3 separate regions of the Mus musculus genome follow, and all the other regions are linked to region 2. A link is a contact called in public promoter capture Hi-C data. All regions are on one chromosome and are shown on one strand. The core of a region is the stretch at or near the end of the contact, and the rest is flanking DNA. Distances in the headings are between cores, read along the strand shown. Region 1 overlaps Sorbs2 (sorbin and SH3 domain containing 2). Region 2 holds the start of Sorbs2 (sorbin and SH3 domain containing 2). Region 3 holds the start of Ankrd37 (ankyrin repeat domain 37).

The links. Promoter capture Hi-C pulls out the DNA fragments that hold promoters and counts their contacts.
Region 1: a promoter capture Hi-C map of hippocampal neurons shows a contact between it and region 2, with 7 times the contacts expected there. The contact joins the enhancer-like site here to the promoter of Sorbs2 in region 2. A contact is called at or near these places in 18 of 39 promoter capture datasets (the 3T3-L1 cell line, 3T3-L1-derived adipocytes, the C10 cell line and 10 more), 1 of 15 datasets of contacts at CTCF or cohesin (large pre-B cells), 1 of 484 Hi-C or Micro-C datasets (cerebral cortex), 6 of 115 datasets of contacts at active chromatin or transcription factors (embryonic basal ganglia, embryonic forebrain, embryonic limb bud and 3 more) and 3 of 9 other capture datasets (adipose tissue, liver and pancreatic islet).
Region 3: a contact with region 2 is called in a promoter capture Hi-C map of neural stem cells. The contact joins the promoter of Ankrd37 here to the promoter of Sorbs2 in region 2. A contact is called at or near these places in 11 of 39 promoter capture datasets (the 3T3-L1 cell line, cranial neural crest, embryonic stem cells and 6 more) and 1 of 115 datasets of contacts at active chromatin or transcription factors (neural tube).

What each region holds. Positions count from the first base shown.
Region 1 is chr8:45,795,097-45,798,351 of GRCm38.p6, reverse strand. It overlaps Sorbs2 (sorbin and SH3 domain containing 2), which reads right to left. Exons shown (of 24, transcript NM_001205219.1): 16 at 1,794-3,255. The region is part of intron 1 of Sorbs2os (sorbin and SH3 domain containing 2, opposite strand); the gene reads left to right. Among named protein-coding and RNA genes, the nearest start is that of Sorbs2os, 23 kb to the left of the region's middle. Within about 2 kb of position 1,896, at least 8 of the 459 cell types and tissues checked have an H3K27ac peak or open chromatin away from gene starts, as enhancers often do. A contact at or near this core is called in cerebral cortex, where this site is marked.
Region 2 is chr8:45,505,705-45,509,044 of GRCm38.p6, reverse strand. Sorbs2 (sorbin and SH3 domain containing 2) reads right to left here and starts at 1,257. Exons shown (of 24, transcript NM_001205219.1): 1 at 1,088-1,257.
Region 3 is chr8:45,998,583-46,002,166 of GRCm38.p6, reverse strand. It overlaps Ankrd37 (ankyrin repeat domain 37), which reads left to right and starts at 2,317. Exons shown (of 5, transcript NM_001039562.1): 1 at 2,317-2,550; 2 at 2,764-2,916. The coding sequence starts at 2,524.

The DNA.
Region 1 (3,255 bases), core at 647-3,146, 290 kb before region 2:
AGTTTTTGAATTCGAAATTTATTTTATTTATCAAGTAAATTAAAAAGTATACTATTAATATTATTAAATCATTATTCTATCTGTTCTATCCTTTTTATATGACATTATTTTTGTGTATGGGTTTTTGCCTGCATGTATGTCTGTGCACCATGTGTGTGCAGTGTCTTTGATGGCAGTCTTTCCCTGGGTTTGGAGATATGGACCATTGTGAGTTGCCATGTGCACACTGGGAACTGAACCCGGGTCCTCTGGTAGATAAGCAATGACTGTTAACTACTGAGCCATCACCTCATCCCCTTTTATTCTAATTTATTGTTTTCCAGCATGTTGTACAGTACAAATTAAAGTGAAGGTAAATACCAATAAGTAAAATTGTCCAGTCGTTAGTAACAATTTTGTGGTTTTTTGCCATTAGAAATTATATTTTATGCTGTATATTTTTAGTTAACAGGGCTTTGACTTCTCTTGCTGTTACTGTAATCTGTGTTATATTGAGAAACTTTATCCTCTTTGTCCTTCAATTTCTCAATATAATAATATTATATTATAATAATACAAATGCATTTATAATAATACAAATCCATTGACTCATGTTGGTTTCAGTTGGACAATGCATCTAGCTAAAGCTCTCTGCAGAGCTAGTGTCTAAAGCCTCGCTACTGACAGCCCACTCCCAAGTCTGGAATATTTACTCCAGCCTCATGACATGTCTGTCCTACACAGATTCACTTGGGAAGTAGCTAAAAGCACCAAAGCATGCTGTTATAAAGTTATGTTAACTTCAGTAAATACCTCTGGTTAGAACTGTCATTTGCCTTCTAACATTTGTGTTAACTGTGAAATGGACTTATTCAAGAGTCATGTTTAGCATAATCCAATTCACATTTCAGTACAAGTTTATCCTAACAGAAATAGCAAGTGTGTATATCAAGTAATAGAAAGAAGAAAATGAGATCCTTGAATGATAGAAGTCATATCTATATCTAAAAGATACATTTACAAAATTCCATCCAAATTGTGCCCTTTATTTATTTTTCAAATTGTGCCCTTTAAATGGAGGGAGTTAGTAAACAATTTGTGGGGACCAACTTCTTTGCGTGAATAAGTATAGTGTTCTAAGGTTAATATAAAAATCTAAGAAAAGTCCATGAAACCACTGGCTTTGGTTCATAATGAATCTAAATATATCTTAGGGATACATATATTGAATTATAGTTTTTGTCTTGATTTAGCCTTTTGAATTTGAGAGGTGATTATTTTAGGATATTAGATAGCCAAAGAAAATGGGTTATTTTGCTAGAAAATTGGTTTCTGGATTTGAATCAATGTCTTGATTTGAAGCTTTCCAGTTATATAGCCTGCTTTTTAAAAAACATTTGGATCTACTGTTTGTGAAGCATGCTGTATAGCATTAGTATAAGTAAATATAGCCTTTAAGAATGTGGAGATTTATCATTTCTTTTCTTTTTCTTTCTTTCTTTTTTTTTTTTTTAAACAACATCCGACTTGTTTTTATTAAGTGACAAATTTGCGTTTTCTTTTAGTTTTAAGTGAGTAAATGTTTGTGAATTGATGAGTACTTTCAGCCAACACATGAATGTCAAATAGCACACAGGCAAATGAGAACTACGTAGTCAAACACGCCGCACCACACAGCTCTTTCCTTGGCAACACATAATGACGTCACGTGGTCTCACGGCTCAAGAGTGATGAGATGCAGGATGGGAAAAAAACGAATACGAGAAAGGATGGGATCTGTGCCACGTGAGACAAAGAAAGGAAAGAGCATCCACCTTGGAGGCTCAGTGCACTCCCATAGTCCTGTGCGTGGTAGTTGCTGGTTGTGTCCACGTCAGGGAAAGAGGCACTGTGAGGCATTCTCCCACAATCATTTTGGTACAGGGGACAATGACTAGCACCATCTGGAGGCAGTGGGTGGAAAGGCTGGTGCATGGGGCTCCTTTTGAGAGCATGAAGAGATGAATTCCTTTCAGGAATCTGTGGCAGCAGTTCACTGATAAGCCTGTGCAGGATGCTGTTGTCTGGCAAGCTTCCCCTCCGCTTTTCGGCTTTTATTTGGTCGCAAATGTCTTTCAGGGCAGAGTCCAGAGCTTCAACTACTGAGGCTTTGCATTTTGCCTTTTCAGTCTGTTTTTGGGGAGTCAGGATTTTTTTCCTTCGGAAAGGCACAGGGCTGACTAGAAATGCAAGCTTAGACAGGCCAGGATCCATTTCTTGCCTTCTGGGTCGGTCCATGTTTTCATGCTTAGCTCTTTCATGTTTTAGCATTGTGGTAAATCGAGTGTAAGAAGCCGGGCATCGGCCTTTGCAGGAGCTGATGAGGTGTCGGTGATGGTGATGGTGATGGTGGTGGTGATGGCTCGATCCGTAGAAGCTTTCAGAGGATGTGAATGAAAAGTGGTCAAAGTCACTTTCACTACAAAAGGACGACCCTTCGACGTGAACGTAGTCGCTGTGGTCGGACACAACCCCATCTTGGTCACTGTCGGAAAACTCCATGTGTGTTCTAGGTTGCTCGTCGCTGGTGACCTCGATGTGGATGGGCACCAGGGTGTTAGACTTGCAGCTTCGCTGACCCTGAGAAGGGTGACGAACCTGAGTTTCTTCCTCCAGCAGAGACTCGATAGAAAATCGCCTCTTGGGACACAAACCATTTTGTGGGGGTTCTAGGGTTATAGGAGATAACATTTCATCTCCTAGATTGGGCATAGACTTCGACTTCTGAATCAGCTTTTCAAATTCCGAAATGCGAGTGGGCACCACGTCCCTGGGCACCTCCTCGGTGGAAGACTGGCTCCATCCGTGCAGCAGCCCCCTGTGCTGTTGCTCCTTCTCGTACTGCAGGATCCTGGATTTCACCGAGCAAATGACCTCTGAATTCATCAAGTCCTTGCGGTTGATGCGATGCATTTTCTTGTACATTTTGAGGAAGCCTGGGGCATTATGGGCTGACCTGTGTTTGAGCCTAGATCTGCTGTTCCCGCACACTTCCTGGATGTAGGGGGACGCCCATGTCATGGGGCAGCTCTCTTTGGAGTCTTCTTCACATAACAGAGAACCCATACTCTCTGACTTGGTTTTAGGGTCTGGGAAGCTGTCGCAGTCGTCATTCAGGAGATCATCGCAGCTACGTGATTTGATTTTGGGGGAAACGGTCTCTTCAGTGCTACTCCAGATCTCTGCATTTTGCCGGGCCATTTGCCAGCCATTCTTGAAAGTGATGGCCCTTTGCGA
Region 2 (3,340 bases), core at 8-2,507:
AGCAGCATAGCATGCCAGGCATCTGTGCCCATTCTCTGCAAACACAGATCCTATTCTCTCTCGGGCCACCATTCACAACCGGCTGATACATGACTTCAGATGTCCCACAGAGGCTATCACAGAGCTTAACCAGTGAGAGCTTCCATTCAATCCACAATTTCACATCCTAGGCATCCATTATGTCCTATGTAACATATAAGATAAATAGCCATGCACGTGTAAGTACAGGAGACACCCTGCAAGTCCCCGTGTTACCTATTTCTGCTAACATACTGATGGGACAAGAGACAAAAAAAAGAGGACACACTCAGAGAAATAAACACCCCATGAAGCAACTCCGTGCCTCATCTAATGCATGTTTCTCAGGGGTCTTTTGTTACTCTGGAGCATATTGAATTATCCTTCCAATTACCTTGGCAACTAAAACAAGGGCCCCCTCACATGCTGCTGACTTTTAAATGGTTGCACTAACTCTCAGTAATAGATGATAATTAAGGCATCTTAATTATTAAGCGGGATTGAAAAGTGTTTTGTTGTTATTGTTGTTGCTAGTGGTGGTGGTGGTGGGGTGTGTGTGTGTATGTGTGTATGCCTTTTTTTTTTTTTAAATAAACCTCGCATTGCATCCTAAGCACAGAGGAATCCAATTATGAGCCAAATTCTTTCTCTACGTTTGATCAGCTGTTGTTTGGAGCTTTTTGTCTCTCAGACTGGTAGATAATTAGAGAAATTGCAACAACCTTGAAGACACGGAGTCTCATCCTTCCTGTCCTGTATTCTTAGTTATGAATGTAGCAGGATGCGAGGGTTGAAGGCAGCGTTATTAACCAGCTTACCTTGAGAACAATAGCAACATTAACAAAGAGGCTGTCCTAATAAAGGGGCTGTGCAGTCCGCTTAGGCAATGGAAAGTGTCCCTTTTATCGTGCCTAGCATAGCCTCAGCCAGAGGTTAAGCATTTTAAAGCAGGGATTAGCCAGAGAAGGAAGGAACAAAGCATTACTAGAAAGCAGAAAGTCTCCCCAGCACCAGCCTTCTCTGCTTCTTTCTTTAAAATCATAGGGGCTTAATGTAAAAGAACCAGTACCTTCAAGTGAGCACATTCCAGCACAAGGAGGGTTGTCGTGGCAGCTGCTATGCAGAATGAGTTGCTTGGGCATCTATCCCTCTCTTCTTAGATACGGGGGTGCTGCTCGCTGGCTAAGAAGCCTTTGCAACAAACGTCTATGCGTTGTTCATCCGCAACTGAAGGAGGCTAAGCAGCTGGGTTTGGTGCTGCTCGCCTGCAGGCGTTGGATCTTTAGACCCTCTTCATCTGATTGGCTGCCTCTTCGTCTCAGCGCACTCCTCTGCCTTAACCTTTGCCTACGCTCAATATTTCCCCTAGGGATACAGTCAGAGAATTGCCCATTAGGGAATCTGTGCCAGGTTAAGTTGAGCGAGTTTAAAGGACCAGTGATGTGATTCTCTATAATTGTGTCTACGCTTAATTTCCCAGTGTTCTGGGTAATCTACCTACCTGGGAGATGTGAGTATAATGTAGCAGGGGCGGTTTTATGTTTCCTCCCTGAAAACGTCACGAGGCTAACACCTGCATGGCATGCACTGAAGTGATCAGGTGGCTCTTAGTAGCACAGCTTGTCTGGATAATCAACCTTAAATCCGAACAGATGGGGATGACAGGAAATATTAAGAAGGTTATTAAAAATGCCAGGAGATGCAGTTGGATAACCGCACAGAAGTCATCTCAAGAATGTGTTATGAATCGCTTACATGAAAGGTCTTTACAATATCATTTATTTTACAAAGTACTGATATAAAAAAACATAAAAATCTACGATAAAAGAACTTAAGCCTTTATCAAGGTATCTAGAAAAAAATGTAACCAAAAAACCAACTTTACTTTCTGAAACTACTAAACCCAAGAAAAGAACCAAAAAGTATACCTTTGACAGCCTTACATATACTGGGTATGAATTGGTCAAGAGCTTCAGGTATTTAAACATAATAATCTATATGTAAATTTATATATATTACATATTTATACTATATATTATATATAGATACACATATGTGTATATATGATATACCTATGTTATATATGTGTGTTACATAAACATGCATATATATATATAAATGAACACACACATCACATAAAAGGCTTTAGAATGAAGATAGTGAATTGGCCACACACATTTAAAATTTTCTCTTTCAAAACATCACCAAACTGATCACAAAGTTTTGACTTTGAAAACCTTTATTTACAAGGTCAAAAATCACGAGAAAAATAGTAACCACATTTAGAAAAGCAGGAAGCAGATAGTCAGGTGGTTAGAAGATTAAGATTACACTCCATCTTCAACCAGCAAAGGGCAATCAAGAAGCAATGATATTTACACATTTACAGCTACCAGTGCTCCTCCTCCCCGTAAGCCTTGACTCAAGGCACATTTGAGCTGTGGACAGAGGGACGAAGGTGGGGCCACATTACAGTAAATGAAGCTCAGGTGTGGCAGCAGAGCCCTGTTATACCAGCCTCCAAGAGGCAGGCGGCTGAAGGTCCACATTTGGGGCCAGCATTGGCTGCAATAGAAGGTTCCAGGTTAGCTTGGGCTACATAATGAGAGCTTGTCTCCCCAAACAAAAAACCAAAGGCACAGACACAGACACAGACACACACACAGACACACACACACACACACACACACACACACACACACACACACACACACACCCTAAGAACAGCTGGTGGTTTGACTGTCTACTCCATAAATGAGAACACCAACGCCTTATTCTCTGCAGAGATTGAAACAGAAGGTCTCTGGACATATACTGGGTGAGAATGAATGAAGGTAGCTAACTGAATAACATTGTATGGAATGGGGAACAGAGGATGTGCATACAGCTTCTAGGGTTTTCTTTTTCACCTAGCACCAAAGAGACAGGTAGCAAGGTGTGAAGAATATTCTCTGTAAAACATGACTGCTTCAAATGATTTATTTTTTACTTTTAAAGATCAGGAGGCTGATTCTAGGGTGGTTGAGCCTGAAACATATGATATATTCCACAGGCTAGCCTTGAACTTAGCTTCCATTCTCAGCCTCCAGAGTAGCTGGGATTACAGGCATGTTACACTAGTCTGTCTCCCAAAGATAAGACTTTCAGACTTTATGTCCAGAACATCTACTACTGAATCCCATCTTAGTAAGTGCTGCACATGAATTTTCAGTGTTCCACTCGTATATACAAGGAGATCAAATATCTAATATAGAAGTAGAGAAAGGAACAAATCACAAGTAAACACTTAAATAACAATATATATGCAGATGTTATATATGTA
Region 3 (3,584 bases), core at 1,068-3,567, 490 kb before region 2:
CAAGACGACTTGGGTTATTACAGGAAAACCGCAATTAAAGAAGTCTCCGAAACAACGTAAGCTATTGCCATTGCCAAAGTACATGGTAAAACCCTCTTGCTGAAGACACCATACCCCATGGCTTTAGGGCAGAGAGACACCAATCTCAAAGCGACTGGGAAATTGCCTCCTGCTATCTAGTTTTCACAGAGCCAGAAGGTGCAGTGCAGTCTGTTGAGTGGGGAAAGACATGAGAGCTTTTACCTAGTGCTGGACTCCACATATGACAATACAAACCTGGCCAAGCAACAAGTGCCCACTACTGCAACAGGGGCACAACTGTCATGGGGTAACTGCTTTCTGATTGGACTTTAAGCTGGCTCCTCAGGAGAGAATATCATATTTGGTACTGTAATCCTGGTCGAGAGCCCATGGATGGGGAAGTCATAGATAGGTCTTAAGGTAGAAGTCACCATTGTTATTTTTCTAGATGGCTAGGTTTTCAAATAGCTGTGTGTGTGTGTGTGTGTGTGTGTGTGTGTGTGTGTGTGTGTGTCAGGATCAGACTGCAAGTCTCGGGGATTCTCCTATGTTCACCCCCTCCAGCTTTGGAATGACAGGTGCAGGTAGCTGTCCTTGTTTTGTTATTCATGTGGGAGCTGAAGACTGAACTCAGGTTAGTATGCAAATTACATTACAATCTTAGAAATGGTCAAATTATACACATCTGAGAGAACTGTATTAAAATCAGATTATCAGGTTTGATTTGCACCTGTTGTACACACCTATATAACTAGAGTTAAATACAATTTTTTTTTTTTCAGGCACTGAGGAGCCATGAGTGAAAAAAGTTTTAAGAAGCCCTGTTCTAGGGAACAGCCTAAGATTGTGGACCACCACAATGAGCAGTGTGCCTTATTAAAGAATTATATTGGTTAGTGAAAATTAATGGGTGAGAATTTTGTGACTTGTTGGGAAAACTGTGACTATGATAAACTTGCTGTTCTTTAAAACCATACTGGTTCAGATATCTTCTGTTACAACTATTGAAAAAGAATCCTCATTAAAACGGGAAGCCAAATATTTAAATAAAACTTCCTTAGGAGCTAAGATTTACAGGAAGAAGCACAACATAGACTATTTTAAGCGACACGGTCTTCTGTGTCAAGTAAACTCTACATGTTATTTGATGTCTAACCAGCTGTTAATAGTTTCTTACCTCTATGTTTCACCTGCTACCATTAACTTTAACTACAGTCAGAAGTCAACAGGGTTCATGAAAAGGAATTCAAACTTTGCAGTTATTACATTGTCATGAATTTTACCAGTAATGCCATGTTTGTTTTAAAATCTCACCCTAAATTATTGTTTCTTTTGGTCTGCTTCTCAGACTTTACTGACTTCAAGGCTTTGAGTAGTAGTATCCTGGGAAGAGTCCTTTTGTTCCTCAGGCTTATCTGATGCTCTAATTTGGGTTCTGGGTTTTGATGAAGCCCTTCTCATGTCCTAGCGCAGGGGTTCATGCTGTCAGCAGATCACATCACTAACATTAAATCACTTGGCTGCTTTCTTCACGGTAATCTTTTGTTCTTTCCTTTCCGTATTCTTATTATTCCTAATAACCGGAGTGAGGGCCATCCCCTTGGCAAACTCCTTGTATTTACTAGCTATTGCCGGAACCAGGACGGGTTTCGGACCCTCAGGGGACGTGTGACAATGGGTGGCTTATTTCACAGGAATTGCCACCTTGCTCACAAAGGCAACACTGACTGATAGGTAATTCACTGGGTTTGGGAGAGCATCTCCTATGGTAAACCCTCCGTCACAGTCTCATCGACATGCCCTCTAACGCCCCACCGCTGCATCCCCTTCCAAAGCATCCTGCGGCGCGCGCGGCGGCGGAGGACGTGGGGCAGGAGGAAGCACCTTCGGACCAAGCTGGAGGTGGAGGACGCGGGGCCTGCGGGGGTGGATGGGTGTGGGCTACTTCTGCTTCCCTCTTTTCCGGGCTACGTGCGTGCTCTCAGTCACAAAGCCATGCACCGGCGATTGCGGCTTCTCCAGAGGGCTAAAAGGGCTTGACTCCACCCAGCAGTACGTGCCTAGCTCGGCTCGCATCATGGCCGCCGCCAAAGCGCAAAGGCCAGGCCTTCCACCCTCTTCGCCCACCACCTTCACTGCGCACGCGTGCTGCGGCCGCCTGGGCTTCGCTCCCAACAGGGCGGACCCAGGGGGAGGTCGGCCTGGCCAATCAGCTGGCAGGCCGCGCAGCAGGCTCCGCCCCCTCCTCTTTTGCTTGGGGTTCCAGGCTGCACATGTCAGTGTTTGGGTACGTGAGGCCGCAGCGGGGCTGGGGACATCGCGCTGGGCAGAACCAGGCCGTGGGAACGCTCCCAGGCTGGGGAGCGGCGGGGAGGAGCCGCGGCCCTGCAGGTTCCCGAGAGCTTTAAATTCTCCCGAACTGGGGCAGTCCCTTGCATTCTTACCGGCCAGTGTTGCCTCTCTGAACTCCCGGGGACACTTGTCATCTGCTTTAGGTGGGCGATGCTGTTGCTTAGTTGCAACTTGGAGGTGAGACTCTCGCCCCTTTAAGTCCTGCAGGCTAGATCTCCCAGAGGTCTGTGTGTCTTAGGAGCTCTAACAAACGTGACAGTGACAAACTGCTGGGTTACCAAGTCAAACCTTGTCAGATCTTGTTTTCTTTTTTTTTCCGTGGAGGGGTGGATTTTCAGCTCAGAGGGCTCGAGCGGGACAGGACAGTGACAAGCTGTTCTTTTCCTGCAGGAGGATGACCTTAAGAGTTTGCTGGAGACAGGAGCATCAGTGAACGCACCTCCGGATCCCCAGGAGCAGTCGCCTGCTCACCTAGCTGCAGGTGGCGGCCTTGCGTGCTTTCTTCTCTGGCAGCTGCAAACAGGTGCTGACCTCAACCAACAGGTAACTAGGTAACCGATTGTTGCTATGTACAACCCTCTCCTCCACCCAGTGTCTGCACGGACATTTCCTAGATGTCCGTTTCAGTTGGTATAAACAGGCATATAGGAATTTCCAGGAGAAAAATACATACTGCAAGATGGTAACTTGGAACTTTTTAGTATCCACATTAATAAAACAAAAACAAGCCATGGGATTTCTTTTAATAATCTAATCCCAAATACTCTTTCAGTATGTAATTATATCAGCAATGATTTATGTGTATTTTATTTTGCTCTTGTACCACGGTTCCCAATTCAGTGTGTATTTTACTTTTATGGCATAGCTCAGTGAAGTCGAACCACATTTCAAATATATATATATAGCATGTATTTACTGTACTTTTAAAAGTACTTGCTATTGTCCAAGTTCCAGTCAACCAGGAAATAGTATGTGGGAAACATGCCCACCATCAATTCTTCCAGTAGTCTTCATCTTCATTAGAGTGTGACGAAGTTTTTAATTGTAAACCTTTGGCTTCTATAGAACTCTATAGTGTGCTGGCATTCCCTTAATTTTTTAATGTGTGCAAATATGATGGCATGTTTTTATTAATGGAAACTTTGTATTAGCACAGCAAGAGAACTTCATGAAAAATACAATTAGTGGAATAATCCAGTTGTTACAAGGTA